Linked DNA regions of Zea mays: region 1 is linked to region 2. A link is a contact called in public Hi-C data. All regions are on one chromosome and are shown on one strand. Each heading gives the region's core, a stretch centred on a gene start, on an enhancer-like site or on the middle of the called end of the contact. The rest is flanking DNA. Distances are from core to core; before and after follow the strand shown. Region 1 has its middle 95 kb from the start of LOC109939553. Region 2 has its middle 62 kb from the start of LOC103627089.

Region 1 (6,412 bases), core at 923-3,422, 460 kb before region 2:
TGACAATATATATAACATATTACTTATGAAATCATGATTCCAATAATTACAATTTGTTTTGTATCAACTAGCAATACCGGATATAGAAGAATCATATTCATATTTGATCATAGCTAAATAAAAATATTAAATAACTTATAGGCAGATAAATAGACAGCTCATTATATGAACAGTCCATTTATTTGTCTTTGTAAAAAAAACTTACAGATAATCTGTTGTTTGTGGTTGTACATGAGTACATGACCCTATTTGTCACCCACTAACACTGTATACAAGTATCAATAAGCAATAAAGCTAACGCAGAAGGCGGGCCTACCTCGATCTAAATCAGAGCCCACGGGACCTCCCATTTTGCAACATCGTTTTTCACAGTACTTTGCCGGCAGTTGCTGCAGCGTTTTTACAGTGTTTTGTGTCATATGGTCAGTTTGTTTCAGCCTTTTCTAACCAGCTTTTTTGATAATCTAATTGTAGGGAGAATCTGGTTTTAGAGAGAATCTGAGTATCATGAGAATAACGTTACGAGGAAAATAAAGAAGTTCATATGATTTAGGATCTAAAAAGTGACGGATTTCTATTATCACAGTGGCTCGACCGATTTTATATTCATGTTAATTTTGTATGGTTTTTATCAAAAAAACGATTCTTATAAAAATTGATTGATAAGTTGGCTATTTGGTAGTCCACGACAACTTCGGGTGACTAGAAGCTAAAAAACTGAAATAAACAGGACATAGAATCAGAAAAGCTGCAGCCTCCCTTCGGCTGCTAATAATGACTTCCGAACGGAAGCCTACGAGATGTCGAGATCGCTAGAATAACGCTGCATGTGGCTGTCCCTATTTCTAGTTGCACCGTACATATATTTTATTTTATTTTAATCTTTAAATTATTGAAATCTAAGGATTAAAATGAAATAAAATAGATGGTCAGTTCCTAGAAAGTAAATAACCCTTAACTGTTCCAGATAGGGCTGAAAATGGATGTCTGGAGATTCAAATTATCCATATTCGTAAATTGCTAATATGAATATCCGTATTCGTATTCGATTTCAATGTAGATGTCAAATGGATGTATTCGATTTTGATTTATAGTACTTTTCTCTATCCGATTCTATATTCGTATTCGAAAAAAACTATGAAACATTCGATACTATCCGTATCCGTGAAAAAATATGTTTCATGAAACCATTTCAAACTTAACTTTATCACTAATTACTAATTAAAAATGATTTTAAGTTTAACAATATACTAGAAAAATGATATATATCATTTAAAATATTAAAAAATATTTATATGATAAATAAATATATCAACCTTATATTTCTAGTGATATCCAATGATAAAATTCAATAAGTTTCATAAACATTCAATTATAACTCTCCACTTTATCTATATAGTGAACACATCTAAACTAAGTTACATAAACATTCAACTATAACTATCCACTTTACAATATATAGATAAATTTTTTCATGTTTTTATTTAAGTTTTGGTATACACATTTATATAGGACATTCATTCATTTTAGAACGAAAAATTTGTTTTTCTTAGTACATTTACTATTTTATATTAATTCTAATTTACTTGTATTTATACAAATGTCACTTATTAAATATCATGTGTTGTTGTTTATCTTTTGTTACATGCTTCGATAGTTTAAAAATATTGTTTATATAGTTTTGTTGACTTGGATATGGAGGATCATGAGAAATCAATTTTAATTTTAATATGTTTTAATTATCTATTGATTATCTATAAACTTGTACTTAAATAAAAATTCACATATACATATGTTAAATTTAGGGTACGTCGTTTGAGTTGAATTGAGTAAACATCCGAACAAGAATTCGAATTCAACTATCTATTTTGTATTCATATTCTAATATATTCGAATTTGTATCTGAATTCAGACTAAAATATGGTAAACTATGACATTCGAATTTATATCTTTGATCCGTTTCCACCCCCAGGTTGATGAAGAAGGCGAGGCGTTCGTCCTACGGACGGACGAGAAAAGACAATAATGTCTCTGATGCGATGTGTTGTCTGTCTCGCCTGACGCTGACACTCTGCCTGCACCTTCACGAGTTCAGAAGAGAACCGAGATGCCCGAAAGTGGTTTCGCAACGGGCTCATGAGATCCCAACGGCCCAGCCGCAAAGCAGCAGGAGGGGGAACGGGAGCGCCCACGGCCGGTAACGCGACGGGCAACCGAGCCCAGCAGGCCCACGCAGGCGGAAACCGTGGTGATTGTTTAAAGTTAAAAAAATGAAAAACGTTTATTTTGTCTTCTTAACTATGACGAAAGTTAGTTTTTATCTTAACTCTAAAACCGGAAAAATCTCCCTTATGCTATGCTCGGTAGAGCATGCATATGGTTGTTTTGTCTTTATATTACGCTGTGTAATATTTAAAAATAGGGAGTGATATAGAGGATGAGGTAGATTGACTACTGGAGACCGTCCTAACTCGTGAAACAAAATACACTTGACCCATGAATGTTTCTGTCGATAGTTTTTTTCTTTTATGTTTATTTTATCTACATCTTAGAAAAAAGTATATTAAATCATAGAAAAATAATAAAATAAAACTCAATCACGTTTAACTCCGCATGAGTAGACATACATGTTGGTCACTCGTTCTCAACTACTATGAATTAAGAACAATGCAACACCATTTTTAAACGTTAAGGACATTCGTCCTTCGAGGCATTATCTTCTTTCGGATATAATGAGATTTTCAGACGAAGGTCACGAAGAACATGTCTTCATCATTCATAAAAATAAAAGCTTATACACATAAGATGTGTTATCTATTCACATATTTATCCCATAATAAACGTATAAGCATTATCATAATTTATACTACATTGATACATTCGGCTTGTTTGAAGGTGATGACACAAGAGCAATTACAATCCAGCGTGAATAATACGTGGATACTGTTCATATATTTATAGACAACCATAAGGGTTCGTGTGCTATTACATTCATGCCAACAATTACATATAGAGTTTACAAGATGTCACAAGAACAATATCGTCATTTGTATTTAATAACTTGAGCAACACCTTCTCGTTGCATCGTCTCCTTGTTTCGCCGTGATGAAGCCTGCTTGATGAAGCGTGCTTCGTTGTACTTCTCTTGTACTATGCCGAAGCTCTTTTGGTGACGAAGCTCCTATAGTATTCAGTAATATGCTGAAAGCAAATAGTTAGCTATGTTTTCTAGGACCTTCGTAAGAGGAAGGCCTCTAACAATACACAATAATTTAATTCGACATGCTTTAATATAAAGCTTTTATGTAACTTGAATCTATGCTTTTATGTAACTAATTCATAGCTATAATTTCTCTAGTCCAATTGTGATGAAAGTTTTACGATGAGCTATTAATTGCATGCTTCAGTTGTAGTAACAATTTTACGATCGTTGGATCATAGATGACTGAGTTACAAATTTATCTACATAAAACTATAACACAGTCATATATGATCCAATGAGCATGATGTTTTTGCTACATCTCAAGGATATAATGATTAGCCCATCACAAATTTTTTTATCAAAATTAGTCTACAAAAACTATAATTGTGAATTAATTCTTGCAAAAACATAGATCTAAGATATAGCTAAAACTATATTGAAGCATACCATTTGTTCACTGTGTATATGTACTCATGTGGAGTCCAATGCAAATAGATTTCGATTTTATGATTTTTTAATTTACTACAATTTTCAAACATTTAGCTAAAATAAACATAAAAGAAAAAACTACCAAGGGAAGCAATCATAAGGGTCATGTGGCTGATTTTGGAAGATATAAATGAGGAGCTATTTCCGGTTTTTAAAGATAAAAATAAAAAACTATCTTTTAAAATAATTGAAGAAGACAAAAATCATGGTTTACCCCATCGTCATGGTCATCGCGCGCCCTACTGGCCCATGCCCACACAAGCGTCGATGGATGGAGCATTCATCTAGTTGATAGTCCTTGGTAGCTTTGCAATGCAATTCGCGACGGCTAGCTGGTCAGGTGGTTGTACACGCAACGCACTGCTCATGCTCATTACATAAGCGTGGATGGATGGGCCAGGCCTGGCACCATTGGCCTACTAGTCTCCAATAGAACTAATCTGCTGTCTTACGGCAGCGTGCCATGTGCTCGTTGATCTTCAATCGAACAAAGATGTGTTGTCCTCCCCCGTAAGCAGCGGCCAAGCCAACCACATCAAACCAATGGCGCCATCACTAAGCTAACATTGTCGCCAAGAGCCAAACGACACCACATTCACATGTGCCATGCGCCCATAGGTCTTAGCCCCCACGTCGCTAACGAGTAGAGATGGCAAAGGGTATCGAAACCCGACGGTTTTTTATTCTATTAGGGCTTGTTTAGAAACCCTATTTTTTCAAAGGATTTTCATTTTCCCAAGGAAAATTAGTTCATTTTTCCATGGGAAAATAGAAATCCCTTGGTAAAATGGGGTATCCAAACTAGTCCTTAGGGTACATGTATGGGTCAATTTTCTTACCCATGGGATTATTAATGGGAATAAAGTTGTACCGTCGGGCGTGCGGGTACGTTCTTATGGTACCCAAACCCGCAAACCCATCGGTAAAATATACCCGGTTCAGTTATATTGTGTGCCTCTTAAACCCTGATCTGCTAGTATATGATCACTAGTAGAAAAGAGCTCAAAGCCTGCGACACCCATAAATTATCACTGGCGGTTTCAGTTATCGCGCGCCAGTAAAAAAACGAGGTGGGCCCGGCTTGGGAACCGCCAGTGGAAAACTATTTCCACTGGCGGTTTTTCAAGCCAACCACCAGTGAACTGTCTGTTATAATTACCCCTCTTTTTCCCCCCGACAGGAGCTGTATGCTCGCAGCCAACTTCCATTGGAGGCGATTTTGGAGGTCCAGATTTCACAAAAAAACAAGGGGGAGGTTTTGGTCTTCATTTCTTGGAAGAAGGTGGATAAGAAAGGTTGGTTTATGTTTCTTTGTCAATTTTTGTTCATTCTTGCTCAATTTTAGCCACATTTTGGATCTAGGGTTTTACATGTGAGAGAGAAGAGTATAGCTAGGTTATTTTCTCTATTTCCTCAAATGAGGTTGCTTAAGATGGTTAGATTTTGTCTATTCCCTCTCCTTTTTCATGTTTAGTTCTCAAATAAGTTTATCCATAACACATATTTAGTTGCTTAATGAATGGTGAATGTGTTGTATGGAAGGTTGGTTTAATTAAGTTTCAATTGTCAATTATTGTTCATTTTTGCTCAATTTTAACTACATTTTGGAACTAGGCTTTCACCATGTGTTAGAGATAGGTTTGGGTATTAAAATTTTTTGTTTATTAGTTGCTAGGAAAGTTTGGCTTATGTTTCTTTTGCCAAATTTTGTTCATTTTTCCTCCATTTTAGCCACATTTTGGATCTAGGGTTTCACCATGTGTTAGAGATAAAGTAGTTAGGTTGCCTAATCGATCCAACCGCCTATGCTTCATCCTTCCCGACAAAAACTGTGTAGCTCGCGCGCAGCCCAACTTTTATTGGAAGGCCAGATTTCACAAAATACAAGGGGAGGTTTTGATCTTTATTTTTTGGAAGAAGGTCACTAAGAAAGGTTGTTCATGTTTCTTTTGCCAATTTTCTTTATCCATGATATATTTAGTTGTTACGAAATATTGGTATATGTTTCTCTTGCCAATTTGTGTGCCTTGTGTGTTTTATGTTACTTTTTTTACAGGTGATGATGGAGAGGATATCCTGGATGTATAACTTATCAAGGCTAGATCCATCATACATATGTGAGGTCCATAAGTTTATTGTTGTCTCTACGAACCATGCTTGGAGAACAAATACAAAGCACATATATTATCCATGCATGGACTGCAAAAATGCTGTTGTATTTGATGACACAGAACAAATCATATCTCATCTGGTATGCCGAGGATTTGTGAAGGATTACATAATTTGGACAAAGCATGGAGAGGGTAGCTCTTCGCCTTATACAGCTGGAAACCCTGCGAACATCGACGACAGCTTTCAGTTCGTTCACGAGACACAACAACCTCTTCCACAGAGCGAACATGTAGTGCCAAATGTTACTGATCATGGTTACGCTGGAGGAAATGAACGTGAAAGAACCCATGTTCTGCCAAATGTTATGGACGAGGAAGATGCAGACTTGTTAGAGGCAATGTTGCGTCGTCATACAGATCCATCGATGTTCTTCATGAAATGTATGGAGTCCCTGAAGAAGGCAGCAGAAGAGCCTTTGTACGACGAGTCTAAGGGCTGTACCAAAGAGTTCACGACGCTCCGGTCTGTGTTAAAGTTGTTGATGTTAAAAGCTAGATATGGTCTGTCTGATGCTGGCTTCGATGCGTTCTTGAGTATTGTTGCAGACAT
Region 2 (6,294 bases), core at 2,780-5,279:
CGAAGATTGTACAATATGAAAAATAGGGATAGGGATGGAAGTGTCGCTGGAGTTGGTCTAAACCTCCCTCTACTACTCTCCCTTGATTCAAATTAACCTGTTTTACACGCGCTGATGCGCCAGTAGTATGTCAGTGGAAACGACTTGCCCACGCACGCAGCTAGGGACACAATGGTTGGCCGCACGATGCTGTGGTAGGTGTTGCCGCTTGCCGGTCCATCAACCGAGGGGTGAGTAAAACTTCTAGAAGCACACAGACATTGTACAGCAATGCAACATCGCATCAGCTTGGTGGTGGATAAATTCAAATAAAAAAATGTCATTGGGGCTATCATAAATGTTTTATCTGAACATGGTCCAGATATCTGCATCGAAGAAACGTATGTGGTATAAGAAAATTGGAGGAGATCTATGGGTCTCCAATTCCTTTATCACCAAAACAGCTTAAATAGCCAGAGATTTCCTATCACATAATCCTCTCTAATTTCATTGTCACCAAACTAGCCCTAAACGGTAAGCAATCGGTCATATCATCCTTTCTTTTAGCGTCTAAACTCTTTGAACAACATCTAAACGGTTGGAACAGTCCAAACGGTTTTACACAATATGATCAAAATGTGTATATTGGTTGACGTAAAATCAATTTTTCTAGCATTTATACATACTTATCCAAGTAAAAAACAACTATTTTAGAGTTAGTTTGGTAACCCCCATTTTTTCAATGTAGAGAAGTATTTAAATTGTCGATTAATACGTGGATATGTAGATACTTATATACTTGTCAAGAATTGATTTGGTAAAGAACCAAGAACAGGCAATAGATAATAATCTTGCATTGTATTCGATGTTGTGGCCATTGTACCGACATAATTAACACTTAACGAGGTATCTTTATTTTGAAACATGCGAACACAAAGTTAACAGTGCCTTTGTGTTCGGGTTGTGATGAGTGGTTGCCAATGGGTAGCATCTTGGGGTGAGTCAGTCGGATTAACGAGGGTGTGAGTTTGTGTATGCTCAAACCGTCTCTCGGATTGTGGTGTGCATGTGTGCAGTTAGGTGACGGTGGTCGACATCGGTGGTGAAGGTCATGCTGGTTTATGTCGATGGACCGGAGCAGGGAAAGACGAGCGCTGAGTCTTGATCGAGGAACTAGAGAAGTTGGGTGATTAGTTGTGGTGGCTGACACCTACAGGCACTGACGGACACGACGATGTGGAGGAGCGGGTCGTCTTGTCGACGCATTTGCGGACCGGTGGGACACGCGTCCAGGACGTGGGAGTCGTGTATGGAATACACTACCTACGAAGGTTTCAGTGGTTGAGCCTCAAAACCATCCAGCACTATATTTCGCTGGTTTCATCGAGTTTGGGCCTCAAAATCCGGTGGTACGGTTCCAGGAGGAATCAAGGGAGGCACATGGCGTCGTCACGAAGAGTGCGGCGAGACAAAGCAACTTCGTGAAGAGTGTGTGGCCGTCTGATAAAAAATTCAGGAGTTGGTCCATTTTAATCATGGCTGAGTGGATAAGCTCTAGTATGTATGAATAGTTTAGAGAAGTATAATAACTCTCTATAAATAGAGAAGAGGGGCTAGTTATGTAGGATTATCTCTTTGGGCTTTATACCTTAGGTGCATTTAAACCATGGTTTGAGGTTGTGAGATTTTGAGGAAGTGTGCAAAGCTGCTTTTTATTTCATTTTATCAGATTCGATTTTGCACTTGATGTATTTTCTTCTTCTCAACCCTTCCTTTGTGGATTTTGAGATAATTCTTGTTCTTGATGGTTGAGGAATTTTTTTGGTGATACTCTCTGTTTGGGACTGCCCTAGAATTACCTTAAGTCTCTGGTTCAAGCAAAATCTTGAGTGTGTGGAGTTCTTGACCAGTTTTGTTCGAAATAGCAAAACCGCAACAAAACCTCATTCGAAACTGAGTTTTTGAATCTATTTTGGTTGCGCTTATCTTTTCCTGATCAAACTTCATGAATCACCTTCTCTTCGTCTGCACTTGCTGCCTGCAAATTTGAGGTCGACCTGATCATTTTCTATCGAGCGGCGCTGCTGCTCTAACGCGCGGCATTGCTCCTCGTCGGCACCGGTGGACTTTGGTCCAGCACTGCTGCTCGTCCCTAAAGGTCTTTGGAATTTCCTGTGAACCTTTGAATTCCAAATCAAGTTTTTTAGTCCTTAGGAGCTCATATTCTTTTTTCAGAAACGTAGTAGGCGTATCCAATCGATACTTGATTGAGTTGTAGCTTTTTGAAGTGTTTTGATTTCTCTAGATGTTTGGATTGGATTCGGGAATCAAGTCACGTGATCTCTAGATTGAGATTTTTTTTTTACCTTTTAAACAAAACAGCTCACTACCGCTCATCGTTTAGGGGCAAACACTTTCTCGTCCACGGTATGAACGTAAATGTAAATCTCCAGCCGTTTGAGAACGAAACGGAGCCTCTACCGGGCACGCCATTTGCCACCCTCCTGCTAAACCCAAGACGCAGATAGATGTGTTGCACCATAAGAATACTAATAAACAAGTAAAGCTGCACTTGGTTGACGGATCCACTAATATTTATCACCACCAGAGCACGCGATAAGCACCGATTGAAAAAGCGATACCGCATGCCAAGGTCAGCAGCGCGCGCGCATCGTGGTTTCCTCCCCCTCTTCATTGCTTGTTCGGTTGCTATGGGATTGGAGAGGATTGAAGATGATTAAATCTCCTCCTATTCAATTTTAAATAGGAGGGGATTTAATCCTCTTCAATCCCCTCAAACCACTAGTAACCGAATATGACCTCACGCTTGTTCGATGACAAGGGATGAAATCTCATTATGAATTTAATCTAGATCTAAATTGAGTGAATCTACATCTCGTACCTAATCGTATGATGAGATTAAATCCATCATTTAATCCATCTATCTATTAAACCTAGTTATTCTTTTTTATATATAGATTCTAGTATAAACTTGTGTACTATCTTTATGGATTTGTTCCATTCCTAATGAGCCGTGGATAAAATCTATGACTTTTATAGTTTAAAAAATTCTCAAACCTATTAGGATTTATGGGCTAGGGCCCAATTAAGAAATTCAATTAAATCGTAGAAAAATCTCAAAAATCCATGTATGGGTATAGCTAGAGAATGATGGAACTATTAGTACCATATTGTTAGTCCAAGTGCAGTGAAACTAGTTTAAATATGGAGGCCACACTCACTCACCAAGTCATGGATAAGAGAAGAGAGAATGGAGAACCACACGCGCTCGCTCGACTGGCATAGCTGGGACGGGGCGGGGCGAGGGGCCGCGTGCGTACGACATCCACGTGAATGGTCCATCAGTATGTATCATCTGATTTGACTTTATACTTCGTTTTTTCTGATTTGGTCATGATTTATATTCAAATTTAATCTGAAAAATATCTAATTATTCAACAAAACTCTTAGATTATAATCTATAATGAGTTTAACCGAATAAAAAGTTTAAATAAGCTTAAATTATTTTAAGATATAGATTGTGACATACATTTGATTTCAATATATGCTAATTCAGATCTCTCCCATGATTTCCGCCATCCCACACTGCGAGGCCAGGGCCAGCGGGGTTAATTGCTGGGCTCCAGACTGCAGGCTAAACGAGGAATTGGTCTTGGTACCGTGAGACGACGGGGCATGGCCTTTTTTTTTCTCCGGAAATCCCAGATGTTTAGAATTCATGCGCACCTCGTCCTCGTCGCATGCCTTCGCTTCCTGTGGTCAGCTACACAAGTCAGTACATACAAGGATAAAGACATCAGGTTCACAAATGAACCAGAACGGCATTCAAGAGCAAATTGCTAACTGGCAATCTAAAGAATACAACAGCAGCTGCAGAGAATAACCATAATAACAGCTAATCTCTATTACTTATTAAGCCTCTAAGAGTAGCCTGCCTTTTTGGCGTTCTGCCTTCCGGTGATCTAGACCGTCCGTGCGCACCTCTCTCTCTGTTGTGCGTTGTCGATCCCCGCGAGCCCGCCCTCCCTCACCCCCACGAGATGGTCGGGAGATCCGCCCTCGCCTTGCCTCCGCGCAACAATCGTGCGCCCACCCCTCATCGCAATCCAGTAGCTCCGGCCTCGCCCCCTCAACCGCGCATTCCCCTCTCCCACACCCGCCTCGTTCGCCCCTACCGCGCCATCAACGCGCCTCCCCCGCCGCACACCCCGTCCTCCCCATGCCGAATCGTGATGGTTATGCTCCCCACCCACGCGCCACGTGCCTCCTCCTTCCCCGCCGCTCCCACCCGAGATGGTTAGCTCCCCTCCTTCTTCTGGTCCCTTCCCCTGCCTCACTGCCAGCCAGCGATGGAGCAAGGCCAAGGGATTCGCCGGATTCACCGAGCGGGCTCTGGTGGCGGCCGGCGCTGCCGTCGTGTCCGCCATTCTTGTCAACCCCCTTGACGTCGCCAAGGTACGCCGGTGACCCTGTCGTTGCCTCTTTCGCTTCCTCTCAACTGCCGCCCCTCAACCCTCGACACTTGCCCACAACTGTCGCCATTGCCCGCTCGCCATGGCACTAAAATAAACCCCCTCTGTGGCCGCCCCGTATCCTCTCGCTGCGGCCGCGGGCTGGGGAGCACGGGCCTTGGCATCGTCATAGCCGCGGGAGTCTTCGGCGCCGCCGCCTCGTTGCTCCTCGCCTACTTCTTCTAGCAGTGCACCGGGAAGGGCAAAGGAGGCCGCCGTCGCCACAGGCGCGGCACCAGCGAGTCGGGCGGTGGGGAAGACGGGAGCTGGTGGACCGAGAGGCTGCGGGCGGCGCACAACCGCCTGGTCCCGGTCTCGCTGTTCCAGAAGCCCATCGTGAAGGTCAAGCTCGCTGACCTGATGGCCGCCACCCATGACTTCAGCACTAGCCACATCGTGGTCGCCGGGAGCTCGCGGGCGGCCGGGGACAGCTTACCGAGCCGTGCTACGGGACGGGTCTGCACTGACGGTCAAGCGCCTGCACTCGTGCCCACTTTCGGAGAAGGCGTTCAGGGCAGAGATGGGTCGTATGGGGCAGCTGCGGCATCCTAACATCGTGCCACTGCTGGGCTTCTGTGTTGTCGAGGACGAGAGGCTGCTGGTGTATAAGCATATGGAGAGTGGGGCTCTTTCATCGGTGATGAAGAAGCCAGGGGAAGCGCCGCTGGATTGGGCAACGCGACTTAGGATCGCCGTGGGGGCAGCAAGGGGGCTTGCGTGGCTGCACCATGGGTTCCAGGTTCCGCAGATTCACCAGAATTTGAGCTCGAGTGCAGTGCTTCTCGACGAGGATTATGATGCTCGGATCACGAATGTTGGGCTCACAAGGTTGGTCCGGATGGCGCCTGGCGAGGGTGGTGATACCAGTCCTTTCCTGAACGGGGACTTTGGGGAGTTTGGCTATGTTGCTCCAGAGTATGCTAGCAATCCAGTTGGTACGATGAAAGGCGATGCGTATGCATTTGGGGTGATATTGTTTGAGCTTGTTAGCGGGCAGGAGGCTGCTGCTGTGGTTACTGACGTGACAGGTGAAGGATTCAAGGGGACATTAGTGGACTGGGTTAACCAGCTCAAGGCTTCTAGTCGAATCAGTGATGCTATTGATAAACCATTGCGTGGAAAGGGCCATGAGGCAGAGATTCAGGAGTTCTTGAAGATAGCTTTTGCTTGCACCCAGCCCCGTGTGACGGAGAGGCATTCAATGTATCGGGTTTTCCACGCTCTGAAGAGCATCGGAGAGGGCTGCGATGTCACGGAGCAGTTTGATGAGTTCCCATTGGCCTATAACAAGGATGATTCAGACGCTATTTAGCTGATGATGCTGATTGCCAATTCGATTGTGGAAATGTTTGGTCAGGCTTATTGATGATATATATATTTAGCCTTGCTATGGACAGACCGGAAGCATAAATGAGTGATAAGAGAACAATATCGAGGCACCAAATCTAGCGCCGGATGCCGGGTGGTCAATTACATCGTTGCATCGACAGGGGATGTGATAACCATGTAAGCTGTAATATCAGTTTACAATTCTGTATGTTGTTTTAAAGTTACTGTTAGTGCCTGTAGTATCTGTGTGGAACTGCAATTCTTGATGGCCAAAATCCTGGTGTCACCTTTCGAAGTTCCTTCTTGGAACAACCAGCTTGCTGTTCAGTCATTGGATTGGCACTCAATGTTTCATTACCTTCTTGGAAACTTATAGGAGGGTCCTGGGTAGTTAAAAATGTTCTAATGTCTCTTTAGCTTATACTCTTCTTCATAAGAGGCATATTTATGGGCT

Evidence for each region. Hi-C and Micro-C count contacts between places; a contact is called where the count stands out from the background.
Region 1: a contact with region 2 is called in a Hi-C map of ear, with 4 times the contacts expected there. The contact joins two enhancer-like sites. A contact is called at or near these places in 2 of 25 Hi-C or Micro-C datasets (ear and tassel).

The regions. Positions count from the first base shown.
Region 1 is chr5:157,556,126-157,562,537 of Zm-B73-REFERENCE-NAM-5.0, reverse strand. No RefSeq gene overlaps it. Among protein-coding and RNA genes, the nearest start is that of LOC109939553, 95 kb to the right of the region's middle. Within about 2 kb of position 2,172, at least 15 of the 20 cell types and tissues checked have an H3K27ac peak or open chromatin away from gene starts, as enhancers often do. A contact at or near this core is called in ear and tassel, where this site is marked.
Region 2 is chr5:157,101,061-157,107,354 of Zm-B73-REFERENCE-NAM-5.0, reverse strand. It overlaps the pseudogene LOC103628591. Among protein-coding and RNA genes, the nearest start is that of LOC103627089, 62 kb to the left of the region's middle. Within about 2 kb of position 4,029, at least 17 of the 20 cell types and tissues checked have an H3K27ac peak or open chromatin away from gene starts, as enhancers often do. A contact at or near this core is called in ear and tassel, where this site is marked.